3 separate regions of the Zea mays genome follow, and regions 1 and 2 are each linked to region 3. The links are chromatin contacts, called in public Hi-C maps. All regions are on one chromosome and are shown on one strand. Each heading gives the region's core, a stretch centred on a gene start, on an enhancer-like site or on the middle of the called end of the contact. The rest is flanking DNA. Distances are from core to core; before and after follow the strand shown. Region 1 holds the start of LOC100193939. Region 2 holds the start of LOC103633569. Region 3 holds the start of LOC100502362 (eukaryotic translation initiation factor 2 beta subunit).

Region 1 (4,575 bases), core at 1,859-4,358, 150 kb before region 3:
ATGTTTCGAGAATAGCTAACAAACAATATGATAACAAGGATTGGTTATCATGGGGACTCAACTAGTGGAAGCCATGGAATGCCTTCAGAAATAAACAGATACTGAAATCCCGCACCCCGTCAAGAGGGAGTTAAAAATGCTAAAACCAAGGACTTATGTGCTTTCTTTATAATATGACAAGTATTAACTAATTGGTAGAATATGAAGAGTACATGTACCAGCTTTCATTGAAGAGTCAGTCTGGTCCATCATGCTAGAGTTGCCAACCCCAGCCTCATAGTTGGCCTTAAATATTGCCGCTTTTGAGGCTGCAGCATTAGCTGCATTCACCACTGATGAAGGTGGCACAAGAAGTCCTGAATACTGGATCAGATCCTGGAGAGACGATATAAGCCCTTGTCTTTGTGGAAGAATTTTGTTTCCTTCAGCTCCAAGCATATCGCTTTCTTCTTGAAGAATCGCAGCAACTGATAATGGTATAAGAGCTAACAACATGCATAACCTTGCATCTAGATGAGGAATTGGTCCTTCAAGAGGTTCTCTAGCCTAGTTGTAGCATTTTGCAAGTGAGAAAGCCACATGGATGTAAATACTATAAATCATAATTATCATAGGAAGGTCTATTTACCCGTTGTACAAGACGAAGGGCAGAAATCCAAAGAGCTTTAAATGTTTCCTGCCAGCTTGCTTCGTTAAGCACTTGCATTGTCTTGGTCATTTCTGAATAAAGGAACACACTATTTATTAATAAGATCATGTCACTCTTACAAGAACTGAATAATTTGATTGCGAACACACAGATCGCTTCTACGTAGTTGAACCAACATGTAAAGTTACCTTAGTCATCTAAAATGATGAGTTAGGGGGTAGTGGGGTACCTTTTATAATTCGGATAGCTGATATAACACTTAGATGCCTCCCATCAATTGCATTCTCCACATATATATCAAATATTATCCAGCAGGCAGGCCTCCCAGCTCCAGTAAGTTGGCCCAGAAGGGATCCACCAGATCCCATATTACCAAGAACACCAAGAATGTGTTTGTTATTCGGTTGATAGTCTGTTTTGCAAACTCTCCAGAAATTTATTAACAATTCATTAATTTTGTGTCCAGAAGGCAGTAGAGTCTCCAAGGACACCTTCTGTGCTTCAATAGAACTCAACCTCTGGCGTAGAGAACTGAACCTTTCAGGCCTAACCTAGAAAAAAATCCTTGTTAGCACAATTGTAATGCTGATAATTAGCAACAGAGAAATTACAAAACGAGCAAGGAAGTACGTCTTGAAAGTTTTACTGCAAGGTCGTGGCAATAAGGATGGAAGATTTAGGTAACAAAACCTACTAGTAAATTATTGATAGCTACCAGTTAAGTTGATTGCTATTCACATAACTTTTTGGAAATAGAAAAGGAGTAAATCTTAATCTATCAGGGAAAAAGTTATCAAAATATCTTTCCTTTGAACAATATATTACAGTACAAAATTTTCTGCTTAAGCCTATTACTGTGTATATATATGGCAGAAAAGCGGTAAAGAATATTTTTTTCATTGAATGGTACCCAACATGTTTCCAAAGTGCGATGCTGAGTGCATGACAACAAGGGAACGACTTTCACCCTTAGTTGTAACTGGTAGAAGTTAAATTTATTATCTATCCATAGGGTAATACATAGACAAACTCATGAAAAGGGTATGAGAAAACATACATGTTCAGGAATATCAAGCGCAGAAATGATTGAATCTTTCTATCAGCAGTCATCATATGCAACACGTCCAAAGCGATGAGAGTGTTCTTCCGACGTAACTGTTCGCGATGCTCATTTTGGTTCTCAGTAGATCCCATTTTAACGTCTAAGTCCATAGGCTGTGGCCCATCGATGGCATTGACACTCTCTTGCCCCTCTACCATCGCAGATGGAAAGCCACAATCCTCAAATATACTATCAATCAGTTTACTGACAACAGCCAACACAAACATAATGACAACATGTCCAAACTCTGTTCCAGAAAATCCATAAACCTTTGATAGTTGCAAAGCTTCAGCAATGGACTTCCCTATCCTGGGAAGTACAGTAGTCACTTATGAACAACTTCTAAAGTGTACTGCAGTTTACCGGTGATTAATATGCTATGGCTACACTAAAAAGGTGAAATCAGGAAACTTGGAGAGGAAAAACGGCAACAAAAAAAAGTTCAGGAACGACCCATATCATAGAGTGTCGCCATTAAATCCCAATCTTAAACATGTAAATTAGAGAGAGAGTACGGAATATTGGAATTGAGTGGTGCAATTCAAGGTTCAAACGTTCAGCTTGCAGGGAATGCTTCTACCTTCGAACTATGACACGAAATCTATACAATGTTGTGCACAATACATATTTCGAACGACGGATTATATCTAAACAGTAGGAAAATGTTCACACAGGACACCAGATGTTATGACTAAATCACACCTAGTGGTAGCACAAGACCTTACTTGTCACGATTAGGCCCAGCCTCCATCGACAGTAAGGACGACGTGACATGACACTTGAGGAGTTCCAGGTACAGGCGGTACGCCTCAGGCTGCGCTCGCCGCTGCGGCAGCACCCTGTGTGACAAAACCACCGCGAGATGAGAAATTCACACCCCCACAGAGAAGTGAGCGGAGAGCACACAGACGGGCACCAATTTCAGCACGCCCCCACCCCCTCCGGCGGTGGGGTGGGGGCGGGGGACGAGCGCTGGCGCACGCACCTAGGGGTGAGGAGTGCGAGAACGTGGAGCGGGCAGAGGAGGCGGGACACGACGGCCTGGCCCAGGAGCTTCCAGAGCGAGGGCGAGTTGTGCGCGAAGCATAGGTTGGAGACGAGGATCCTGGCAAGGTCGGCGCTGGAGAGGGTCCCCGCGCCCTCCACGGCGACGATGCGGGATAGCTCCACCACCTGCAGAAGCGGCGGGTCCCCGCGCGCCTCCGACGCCTTCACCGCCGCCATCACCCGCCGCTCCAGGTCGGCGGGCACCAGACCCGCTGCATCCACCGCGGTCGCCACGGTGGCGTCCTCGCCGAGGGTTTGGGTTTGGATTTTGCGTGCGGGCGCCTCTAGTTTTCTTTCTTTCTCTTTGTTTGTCCCGTTTGTCTGGCCTGCAACGGCTGGGTTCGTGTGAAAAATGAGAGGGGGGAGGGGACAGTGCGAGAGAGATCTGGACCGTTGGATCCCTCCCGTCGCCTTCGGTCGCGATCGTGGGAGACCGGTTGACTTTGGGCTGATGGGCGGCACTCACTTAGAGGTGGGCCCCGCATCACACGATGAACTCTACAAGGTCATGGGCCTGTTTGTTTCGGCTTCTGGCAGCTTCTGGCCACCAAAAGCTGCTGCGGACTGCCAAACGCTCAACTTTTTAGCCAGCTTCTATAAAATTCGTTGGGACAAAAATCATCCAAAATCAACATAAACACATAATCGGTTGAGTCGTTGTAATAGTAGGAATCCGTCACTTTCTAGATCCTGAGCCCTATGAACAACTTTATCTTACTCCACACGTAATCGTAATGATACTCAGATTCTCCCCACAGCCAGATTCTCCACACAGCCAGATTTTCAGAAAAGCTGATCAGAAAAAAGCTGAACCAAACAGGCCCCATGTTGGTTTCAACCCAATCCATATAGATTGAGGTCTTGTTTGAGTATTTTAGTATTCATCCTAATCCACATATGTTGACGTGGATTAGAGTAAATACTAGAGTACTCAAATAAGGTCTAAAGGGGATTGAGTGGGTTTAATCTCTAATAAGTTAAAATCTCTTTCAGTTCATATCAATCCTCACCAATCCATATAGATTGAAAATAACCAAACAAACTCTAATATGAAATAAGGGTATTTATGATTGTACCTCTCTCTGACCTTACAATTGTGATTCTATTCCTTGCTTTTCAACTTTGTGATTTTACCTCTCTGTTTTGGAAACAAAACTCTGTCATATCTTTGTGTCGTTACGTTAGTTGTTAGTTGACAGTGTTAAATTTGATTTGAAAAGACAAAAAAATGTCATGTAATTTATTGTGATTTTACCATGCTGGGTTGTGCCATGCAGAATAGAAAGAGGGTAGTACATATCTTTCACATAGTTGAATAATGAAGGATAAAATCATAATTACAAGACCAATGAAAGATATAGTCATCCCTATAAAAATATGGCCAATCACGAATATGTCACTAAACTTTATAAAATTAGATAGCTCATTTATTTATATATCATGGAGTGGCATATAAATGAAATAGCTATATATTTTTATAAAAGTTTAGTGACATATTTATAGTTAATCGTATGAAATATGACTCTGTAGGCTGTCGTCTCGATCCTAATGTTGTGTCCAACGGGTCTCGTATATGGTCGTGCAAAATGTTGTTTTGCATTACAAATTATATTATTGATATGGTGGACTTTGAAATAGGATATGGGTTGTGTAAGGTTATTGAAGTTGGCCTAAAAATAGTATTGACGGGAAAAGATCCTCGAACCCCTCGGGCCCACTAGCAGAAGAAGGACAAGGCAAAGGTTCGCCCCGGAAGGACCCGCTCCCGATTAGTCCT
Region 2 (4,564 bases), core at 513-3,012, 180 kb before region 3:
TGTTACCGATCTTTTCGATCATTCGTCCCTAGCTGATACGATGTCCGCATATAATTTTCACTGTGGTACAATTGAGGCCTGATACAACCCCAACGACCTTACCATAGCTTAAAATATAAACAATGTTTTAGCATTAGGTTGTCTCTAGCAGCATACACATCCTATCCCTCATTTTATCTTCTATTTCAAACTTCACACTGTAAACAGTGCAGTCTATAGTGCAAAACCGTATTTTGTACGACTATATGCGGGTGCTGTACCGCTACAACATACCTTTTGGTTTAGCACCATCACTTGTGGAGTGGCTACCAATTTGCTTATACTGATGAACGACACCTGCACTGCCTTTGGAGATGGTCTTCTCCGGTGTTTGTTGACGAATGACTTTGGAGATGTTCTTATCCGGTGTTTGTTGATGAATGACTCCTGCACTACTACCGGGGACCTTCTTCTCCAGCGCATCCTGAGAGAGATGCGACTGTCACGGACTGCAGAAGCAATTTTCAGCGATATATTCACTTGTACTTGATGCACCCGAAATGAAAAAAAAAGTGAACCAATCCTTGTAACATATACATACGAAACAATTGTCCCTACATCACTAACAGGTGAGGAGGCAACCCACAGAGCATTGCCTCTAATTGCAGAACGCGTAGGCGTTAGACAAGTTTCAAACGTGTGGATCGGTGCTAAATAGGAGATAACTAACAGACAACATTTCGGTGCCACCCCCCCCCCCCCCCCCCCCCCCCAAAAAAAAAAGAAAAAGAAGAAGAAGACTCCAATCCAAACAAAAACAATATTACAAAGAACACAATCGCTTTCGAGAGTAACAGCCAACAGACCTGTCGCGTGTCAGCGCCACTACCACTCGGACGTCTCTTCTCCGCCACGTGATCCAACAAAGGCAGAACGACCTCCTGAATCCAACACGGTGAAGAAAACACGGGGGTGCAAAAAAAAAAGTAGCGGAAATCAGTGAGCCGTCGTCCCCGCTCGCACATGGTGCCGTCCAAATCAATCAGCGTCAAACAACGGCTGAGGGAAAAATAGAGGGTTCGAAACAGGCGACGGGGGTACCTGTCGGTGCCGCTCCTCCGTCGTCACGTATCCTGCATCGCCCACACCAATCAGAAAGTATAAGACAACAGAAGCCAGTCCCGAAAAGGCGAGAAGCGGGCGGCTGGTTAATCAGCACGGGCGCGCGGTAACCGGACAGGCGGGCAACCGCTGGAGAGAACTAGAGCCCCAGATCCAGACGGCGGAGACGCGGTGATCCGAGCGCGGCGGGCCCCGCGCTCCCAACCCAATGCGCAATGAGAGGAAGCGAACGGGGAAGGGTAGGCGTAGCGTAGGGTAGACGTACCGGAGGGGGCGCGGTCGAAGAGGAAGGCCAAGGGCACGAGCAGGGAGCAGAGGACGAGCGCCAGCACCGCCACGCGAGGGCCTCTCCGCCTCTTGAGCGCCGGCAGTAGCAGCGGCTGCGCCTTCATCGCGTCCTCCTACTCCTCGGGTTCCCGGCGGCCGCGGCCCCTCCGCTGATCATCTCACTCGCTCACACACTCACTGCGGGGCGGCTACTACGGGAGTGACTGACGGCGCTTGCCGTTGCCGTTGCCGTTGCCGCGTTGGAGGCGGTTGCTTTGATCGGCGACGGGGCACTGGCGCAGTGCGGTGCCGCCGAGTGAACAGTGAAGTGAGCCGTGAGAGAGACAGCCAATGGGTTCGCTTGGTGGTGCGGTGCGGCCGTGCGGGCGTGCCCGAGCCGAGTACGTGTCCCTTTTTGTTAAGACAACTGGTTCACCTGCTCTCCAATGGCCGAGTACGGTTTCTCGTGTTTCCCACTTGCAAGGCATCACGTGATTTCGCTAGACCGTAATAATCATAAAATATCATCGGAGCAAAGAAAATGTATGGTAAGAGTGGTGGTTGATATCTGTGGCGGAAGTTTTTACCATGGAATGTTTCCTCCGAAATTCTTACGAATTGTTAAGGCATTCTATAGGAATTCTGTGTGGTTCTAAAACCTTTGATAATTTGCTCCAAATGGACACGTAGGAAAATTGCAATAGGAGTCAAACCTGATCTTAAGCTGTTGAACGAGTAGGGTGAACGCATCAAAACCCAACGAAAATACGCGGGGTCAATTAGTCCAAGATACTCATATGCGAGATGACAGAAAGGATCCCAGCTCCAAACACACACGTTCGTACATCTGCTAGTTCTGCCCAATCCCCAAAATGAGCACATGCACACCAGCCAACAACCTTGCTACCATAGTCCAAAGTCAGTAAGTCACCCACCATCGTATAGATATATATATATACACACACAGCTGAGGCATATCCCCTTCCCAGACTACGCGGGCAAGTTTGTCACAGGACCATGTAGTTCCCGTTTTTCTTGTAAATTGTGAATTCAGATTCAAGGCCCTCCAATATCTCCAGGACCGATTCTCTCTTGGATCCCTTGAAGTGCTTGGCAACATCCTCCAGCGATACCTGAAATAATATGCCATTCGTCAGAACAGGAACGGCATGGATTTCGGAAGCAGGTCCTGACGTTTTAAGTCAGAGTGTGGGACACTGAAATGTTCGGCCCCACGCACACGAGTCCACATATCTCTAGACCAAGTCACTCAGCATCAGAGGTTTTCGATCAAGCTTGGGGGGAAAATGAAATGGTTTAGTACGTTTACCCCATTGCAGCTCGCAACCAGATCTAGCACAGAATCTACAGTAGCAGTCGCCGTGCCAGTTAACTCAGCTCCATGCTCGTATGTCCTTTGCAGTTTTGTTGCTGGCTCCTCAGCACAAACAGTTTGACCTCTCTTTGCTGAAGGGTTTGCATCACTGGCCTCTGCCGCTGCTGGGACACCATTTCCGCCTGCTTCACTTGCATGGCAGGAAGATATTGGTGACTCTGCTATTCTACTAGAGACACCGTCAGCGGTACCGTTACCAAAGACTTGCTCTGACAATCCACACCCCTCAATAGTCAGGAATGTCTTGATCATGTCATAAGTTACCTGTAATTTTCCCTAAGTAAATTAGGCATTCATGACTGCTTTGGATGAACATAAAATGAAATGTGGGTTGCTGCTTGATGAGAGTGGCTGTTATGTTTTTCAGAAGCAATACTAAGTTTTTTTTTTGCAGGGAAAAGCGACACTGTTTAATCAGAAATAGAAATGGGGTGGTTAGGCAGAGGGAGAGTACATTCTCTGGGAGCTCCTCTTTGATTGGCTTCATTTTCTCACGTGATCCAACCTTTGAGATTGCAAGACGAATTGCGGTGGCTATATCAGGTGTCAGCCCTACTTCCCTGCAAAACCTACTCCAGTCCATCTCACATCCTTCTCGAGCAGCATCAAGAATGTACGCAATAACTGTTTGCTCTTTTATTGGCACTGCTCTGCGGAAATACTAGAATACACAATCATATCAAGCTGTGAACTTGAGTATCATGTCAGCAGAAAACGAAAACTGTGGTAACTTACAGCAATTTTCAGGAATGAGTACTCCTGCTTATGCCACAATTCCCATGCAGTCAGCTTTGCATCACCCAAGATCCCAGGAAGATTGTTTTGTACAGGTTTTGGTATACCAGCAATATTTTCTGCAGCTGGATTTGTTGGTGGTGGTGGTGGAAATGGTGAATTATCCAACGGGAGGTTTAACTCCTTCGACAATTCCGCAATATTTTGGATGAAAATGTTACTGAAACGTGAAATAAAATGCTGCAAACAAAAGGTCAGATGTATCAATATATAAGTACAATACAGAAAACAACGGCCACACAGTATTGTTTTTTTTAAAAAAAATGGATGAACTGCCGAGATGCATACTACTCGGATTAACAAAAGATAGTTTGATAAGTAACCATTTCAAAGTAGTACCTGGTTGACACCATCGATATTAGCAAGTCTAGCTCCAGTAGAAGGTCTCATCTTTGCAAAGTTTCTTATTGTCTGATCGCCACATACAGCATACCTGTAATAAGCAGGATTAACGAAATTCAGTTCACTAACTTCTCCAAATTCTAGCATAAACTAGCTTAAGAACATATATCCATAAACTTGTTATGGTAGTTTAGATTTTTACTCACGGAGCAGTGCCAATATCTTGAGCAATCTTCATCCTAACATTCAGGAGCCTTTGATAGAGTTTTGATTCATCCTGCAAAATTTTAAATCAGGAAAAAGAATAAAATACTGAAAATTCCCAGGTGGGTGACTGCGTGGGGATCAATAAATAGCATTTTGATGAGCCTACCTCAGAAAATTTTTCAGATTCTAATGTTGGCACAAGATTCAAACCACCTTCTTTATGATGTGAACTACCGTGCTCCTCTAGTTCAATCATCTCTGCAGTCAGCTGAAATACCAGTGGTGCTCCATCTATTTTATCAGCAGTAGAGAGAAACTTGACCCCTTTTGGACTGACACTGAATATATAGACGCGGGTTAGGGGCGGTTGTCCTTAAGCATTTCTGCAAAGTTTACTTCAAGACTAAGCTTAGCAAAGGGCTACAAAAAGGGAATAAATACAATGAGTACAAAATT
Region 3 (4,214 bases), core at 140-2,639:
GCATATGGAATTGCACATATACATTCAGAAGGGGGCGCGAAGCTCACCCATGGCAATGTCAAGTCAACCAACGTACTCGTAGACCAAGATCACAATCCTTCCGTCTCGGACTATGGCCTCAGCGCTCTGACGAGTGTGCCGGTCAACGCATCTCGCGTCGTGGTCGGCTACCGTGCTCCAGAGATAGTCGAGAACCGCAAGATCACCCAGAAGTCCGACGTCTACAGCTTCGGCGTCCTCCTCATGGAGATGCTCACAGGGAAGGCCCCGCTCCAGACGCAGGGGAACGACGACGTCGTCGACCTGCCGAGATGGGTGCACTCGGTGGTCCGGGAGGAGTGGACGGCCGAGGTGTTTGACGTGGAGCTGATGAAGCACCAGAACATCGAGGAGGAGCTGGTACAGATGCTGCAGATAGCCATGGTGTGCACTGCCAAGTCGCCAGACCGGCGCCCGACGATGGAGGAGGTGATCAGGATGATTGAGGGGCTCCGCCAGTCCACCTCGGAGAGCCGCGCGTCTTCTGATGAGAAATCCAAGGAGTCGAACCCTCCATCGGTGTAAATCCTGCGCAGCTCCCTTCGTCCGCTTGATCGGTTGTTGTTGCCAGTTGCACCTCATTTGATTTGTTAGCTAATTTATTTATGATTGAGTTTCTTGTAAACCGTGGTTAGCATCTGCTGCATTTAGCCTCAGATAGAAAGAACTGAGCTTTCTTATTGATAGTCTGAAACTCTGTTTCATGGCGAGCGTAGAATTCTTCCGCTGGAAAATTGAAATTGTTAGCCTGCTCGATTGCAAATCCTTTTTATACAGTTGCATCTATCAGACCATTTGACAACGATCACCCCAACAAACTCCTTGATTGGCACAAGCATACAGTTGGCAACATATATTGAACAAGCCAATAATAGGAAGAAACTGGATCGTTGCCGTCACCGCCGCTGCAGGGCGGAGCAATCAGCCCGCTGCTGCCGTCGAATGCGCCCTCGAACAATTCAGAGTCTTGCCGTGCCGGTGCTGGAAAGGAACGGTTTCGAGGGGCAGCAGAAATTTGGAAACGACGACGGTCGACGGCGTTATGCGGAAGGCAATTCCAACTTTTTTTAAGCAAGTTTTCCGAGAACGATATACTACGTCCGATCTAAATCAACGGCTCAGGATGACGCTGGGAGATACGTTTTCTGTAAAACCCTCCAAATAGTATCATATTCCAAGTTCAGCACCATGAGGTTGCCCGATAACCCGTCCGATCAAGATCAGGCGGCTGAGATCGAGGCGATCCGCGGTAGACGTTTTTCCGTTGCATTACCGAGACGATCTCCGAGGAGTATATAGAAATGGAAAAGATAAGGCGAACGATGTCCACCTAGAAACCCTAGTTCGAACGCGCCGCCGTCACCGTCGTCGCTCGCGCTCTCCGCCCGTGAGTCTCGCGTCGATCCAGTGGAACCAGCGCCCCGCTCTGGATCTAACCGGCTTCGTGCCGTCGCAGGGATCGGAGCGAGAGTAGGGGCGTGTCGGCGGTGAAAGCGACTGCGTCAGCCATGGCGGACGAGGAGCATTCGGAGAGGAGAGAGGAGGCCTCCGAGGTGAGATGGCTCTTCCTCCTTCGTTGCGCTGATCGCTGATCGAGACGGGGTGTTCGTGTTCGTTGTACTTCTAGTTTTATTGCTGTTCGGTTGCTTGGCCTGATTTGATGCGGTTCCAGCTAAGGTTGAGCTTGCAAGTTGTGAGTTGGATTTGAGGTTCTGTTCCACCACATGGTTTATGTATCTATATTTTTTTTCTTCCCCTACAGCTTGCCCCCTTCGACCCGACCAAGAAGAAGAAAAAGAAGAAGGTTGTCATCCAAGAACCTTCTGATGAAGTGGACAAGCTTGCAGAGAAGACAGAAACACTGGCAGTCGCAGAACCCGCTGAACTTAACTTCACTGGAATGAAGAAGAAAAAGAAGAAGCCGGTACATCAGATACACTCATTTGGAGCTAGACTGGACAACGTTTAAGAATCATAAAATGGATCGAGGCTTTACATTTAGGCAGTATGCAAGTTTAAGAAACATGCAGTGAATTAAGGCTTTACATTGGTTCATTTCGCAAAATTTCAGGTGGATCTTGATTCAACTCTTGATGAGCTTGGAGATGGGGAGGACACTCAAGGTGCATTTCGTTTGCTCTGAATTTAATCCTTGCTCTTGTGAGTACTTTTGCAATATCTGACTCCCTGCTTTTCAGATGATCAAGCTGTAGAGGAACAAGGGGAAGGCATTGTGCTGGGAAGTGTCCCTACATACCCTTGGGAGGGAACTGATCGGGATTATAAATATGAAGAGGTGCTTAAATATTTTTCTGCCAATTATTTTGTCCATGTAAACATGGATCCCCGTGCATTGGTTGTTAGTAAACATGTGACTATTTTGTGCCCTTCTGGCTGATATGTGATTGTCACAATTGTAAACATGGATCCCCGTGCATTTTCGTGGTTCTAATGTTATATGACATTACAGCCACATTTTGTTGTTATGACTTGCATGGTATCTACATCTGTTTCTTTGTGAGCATTCAGATATGCAGCATTCTTTATCATTAATTTTGGTTACTTCTTCAGCAGTGGATCTTCAATATGTGTTACCTTTTTGTGAAATTTGACCTTGACCTTTTCTGTTCCAGCTGCTGGACAGGGTGTTCAACATTCTACGTGAGAACAACCCAGATCTTGCTGGGGATAGGCGTAGGACCGTTATGAGGCCACCACAAGTTCTTAGGGAGGGAACAAAGAAGACAGTTTTTGTTAACTTTATGGATTTGTGTAAAACGTAAGTTTCAACATAATTGTGGCAGCATATTTTTTACTGATACTCCCTCGCCTCCTTAAATTGTCTCTGCTGCTTCGTTGATAAAATTACAAAAAAAAATAACTTTTAATTTGTATCTCCAGGATGCATAGGCAACCTGAGCATGTGATGATGTTTTTACTTGCTGAAATGGGAACAAGCGGGTCACTTGATGGGCAGCAAAGGTTGGTGATCAAAGGAAGATTTGCCCCCAAAAACTTTGAAGCAATCCTGAGGAGATACATCAGTAAGTTATCCAATTTGATCGCGTTGATACTTGTAGTATGCTTTTTTTTTTTTGAACAGATGATGTTATAAGCTACTTGCTGTTTGCTGATATGATTGAATAAATATGATGGTTGTTTATTGTTTTTCTCCCTGCTATCTGAAAGTTGACTCATTTCTCAGATGAGTACGTCATCTGCAATGGATGCAAGAGCCCTGATACCATTCTGTCCAAGGAAAATCGTCTGTTCTTCCTTCGCTGCGAACAGGTAAATGTCTGCAGTTTTGGTGTGATGTATTTCCAATAGCTCTAGGCACTTTCAGTCATTCCCATCTCATTCCCCTATACATGATTATTTTGTTATACATTGCTAATTGACGCCATTTACCCCACCATATTTTTTCCTGCCAATGATGAGTCGCAACTTTATTGCCTACATTGTTTGAAAGTCTGATAAGAATTGCAATTTCTGAGGCACAAAATAATTCCACAGTTTATTCCATGCATTATCCGCTACGACTGTTATCGTCCCTTATTTTGCTGTTCTAGAAAGTTTTCTACTTATTAAACATCCTGACCAAAAAATGAACAATTATTTGCTGGATTTCCTAGTACACATTTGTCCTTCCATTTGTGGATTAGCTTGTTAGCCCTTGTTTGGTCTCGGCCATGGTGTTCTAGACTATGATGATTTGCAGAATCATTTGCCTACATTGTTTGAGTTTATGTGATAGCATCTGCAAGATCTGAGTCTTTCCTTTATCATATTGGAAGACCAAATATTGTACCTTCCGGCTGTTGCTTTTTCATTCTTATTTCACTTCCATGTTACTTTCACTTGGTAAACACTTCTAGGGCTAGTTTGGGAACTTCATTTTCCATCCCTTGGGAAAATGGGGGTTCCCAAACTAGCTCCTAGAGTTCTAGAGTTGACACTTGCATGGAACCATCACACCAGTTTATGAGTCTTTCCTTTATCATATTGGAAGACCAAATATTGTACCTTCCGGCTGTTGCTTTTTCATTCTTATTTCACTTCCATGTTACTTTCACTTGGTAAACACTTCTAGGGCTAGTTTGGGAACTTCATTTTCCATCCCTTGGGAAAATGGGGGTTCCCAAACTAGCTCCTAGAGTTCTAGAGTTGACACT

Evidence for each region. A called contact is a pair of places that touch in the nucleus more often than the background predicts.
Region 1: a Hi-C map of leaf shows a contact between it and region 3, with 2.1 times the contacts expected there. The contact joins the promoter of LOC100193939 here to the promoter of LOC100502362 in region 3. A contact is called at or near these places in 11 of 25 Hi-C or Micro-C datasets (bundle sheath, ear, endosperm and 3 more) and 1 of 3 datasets of contacts at active chromatin or transcription factors (leaf).
Region 2: a contact with region 3 is called in a Hi-C map of an unstated tissue, with 3 times the contacts expected there. The contact joins the promoter of LOC103633569 here to the promoter of LOC100502362 in region 3. A contact is called at or near these places in 8 of 25 Hi-C or Micro-C datasets (bundle sheath, ear, leaf and 2 more).

What each region holds. Positions count from the first base shown.
Region 1 is chr7:182,448,570-182,453,144 of Zm-B73-REFERENCE-NAM-5.0, reverse strand. LOC100193939 reads right to left here and starts at 3,108. Exons shown (of 12, transcript NM_001359354.1): 1 at 2,737-3,108; 2 at 2,477-2,590; 3 at 1,707-2,060; 4 at 879-1,195; 5 at 629-720; 6 at 219-546. The coding sequence starts at 2,975.
Region 2 is chr7:182,473,014-182,477,577 of Zm-B73-REFERENCE-NAM-5.0, reverse strand. It overlaps LOC103633569, which reads right to left and starts at 1,762. Exons shown (of 11, transcript XR_004851629.1): 1 at 1,367-1,762; 2 at 1,081-1,112; 3 at 846-920; 4 at 274-463. LOC103633568 reads right to left here. Exons shown (of 20, transcript NM_001348048.1): 14 at 4,275-4,446; 15 at 4,108-4,178; 16 at 3,899-3,992; 17 at 3,500-3,739; 18 at 3,219-3,425; 19 at 2,699-3,028; 20 at 2,167-2,501. The coding sequence ends at 2,376.
Region 3 is chr7:182,297,732-182,301,945 of Zm-B73-REFERENCE-NAM-5.0, reverse strand. LOC100502362 (eukaryotic translation initiation factor 2 beta subunit) reads left to right here and starts at 1,389. Exons shown (of 9, transcript NM_001196840.1): 1 at 1,389-1,426; 2 at 1,496-1,592; 3 at 1,802-1,963; 4 at 2,111-2,162; 5 at 2,238-2,335; 6 at 2,673-2,818; 7 at 2,941-3,083; 8 at 3,245-3,330. The coding sequence starts at 1,548. LOC100383618 (putative leucine-rich repeat receptor-like protein kinase family protein) reads left to right here. Exons shown (of 3, transcript NM_001176266.1): 3 at 1-651. The coding sequence ends at 564. LOC111589810 (small nucleolar RNA SNORD34) reads left to right here and starts at 3,739; the gene lies at 3,739-3,819. It overlaps LOC111589807 (small nucleolar RNA SNORD34), which reads left to right and starts at 3,465; the gene lies at 3,465-3,542.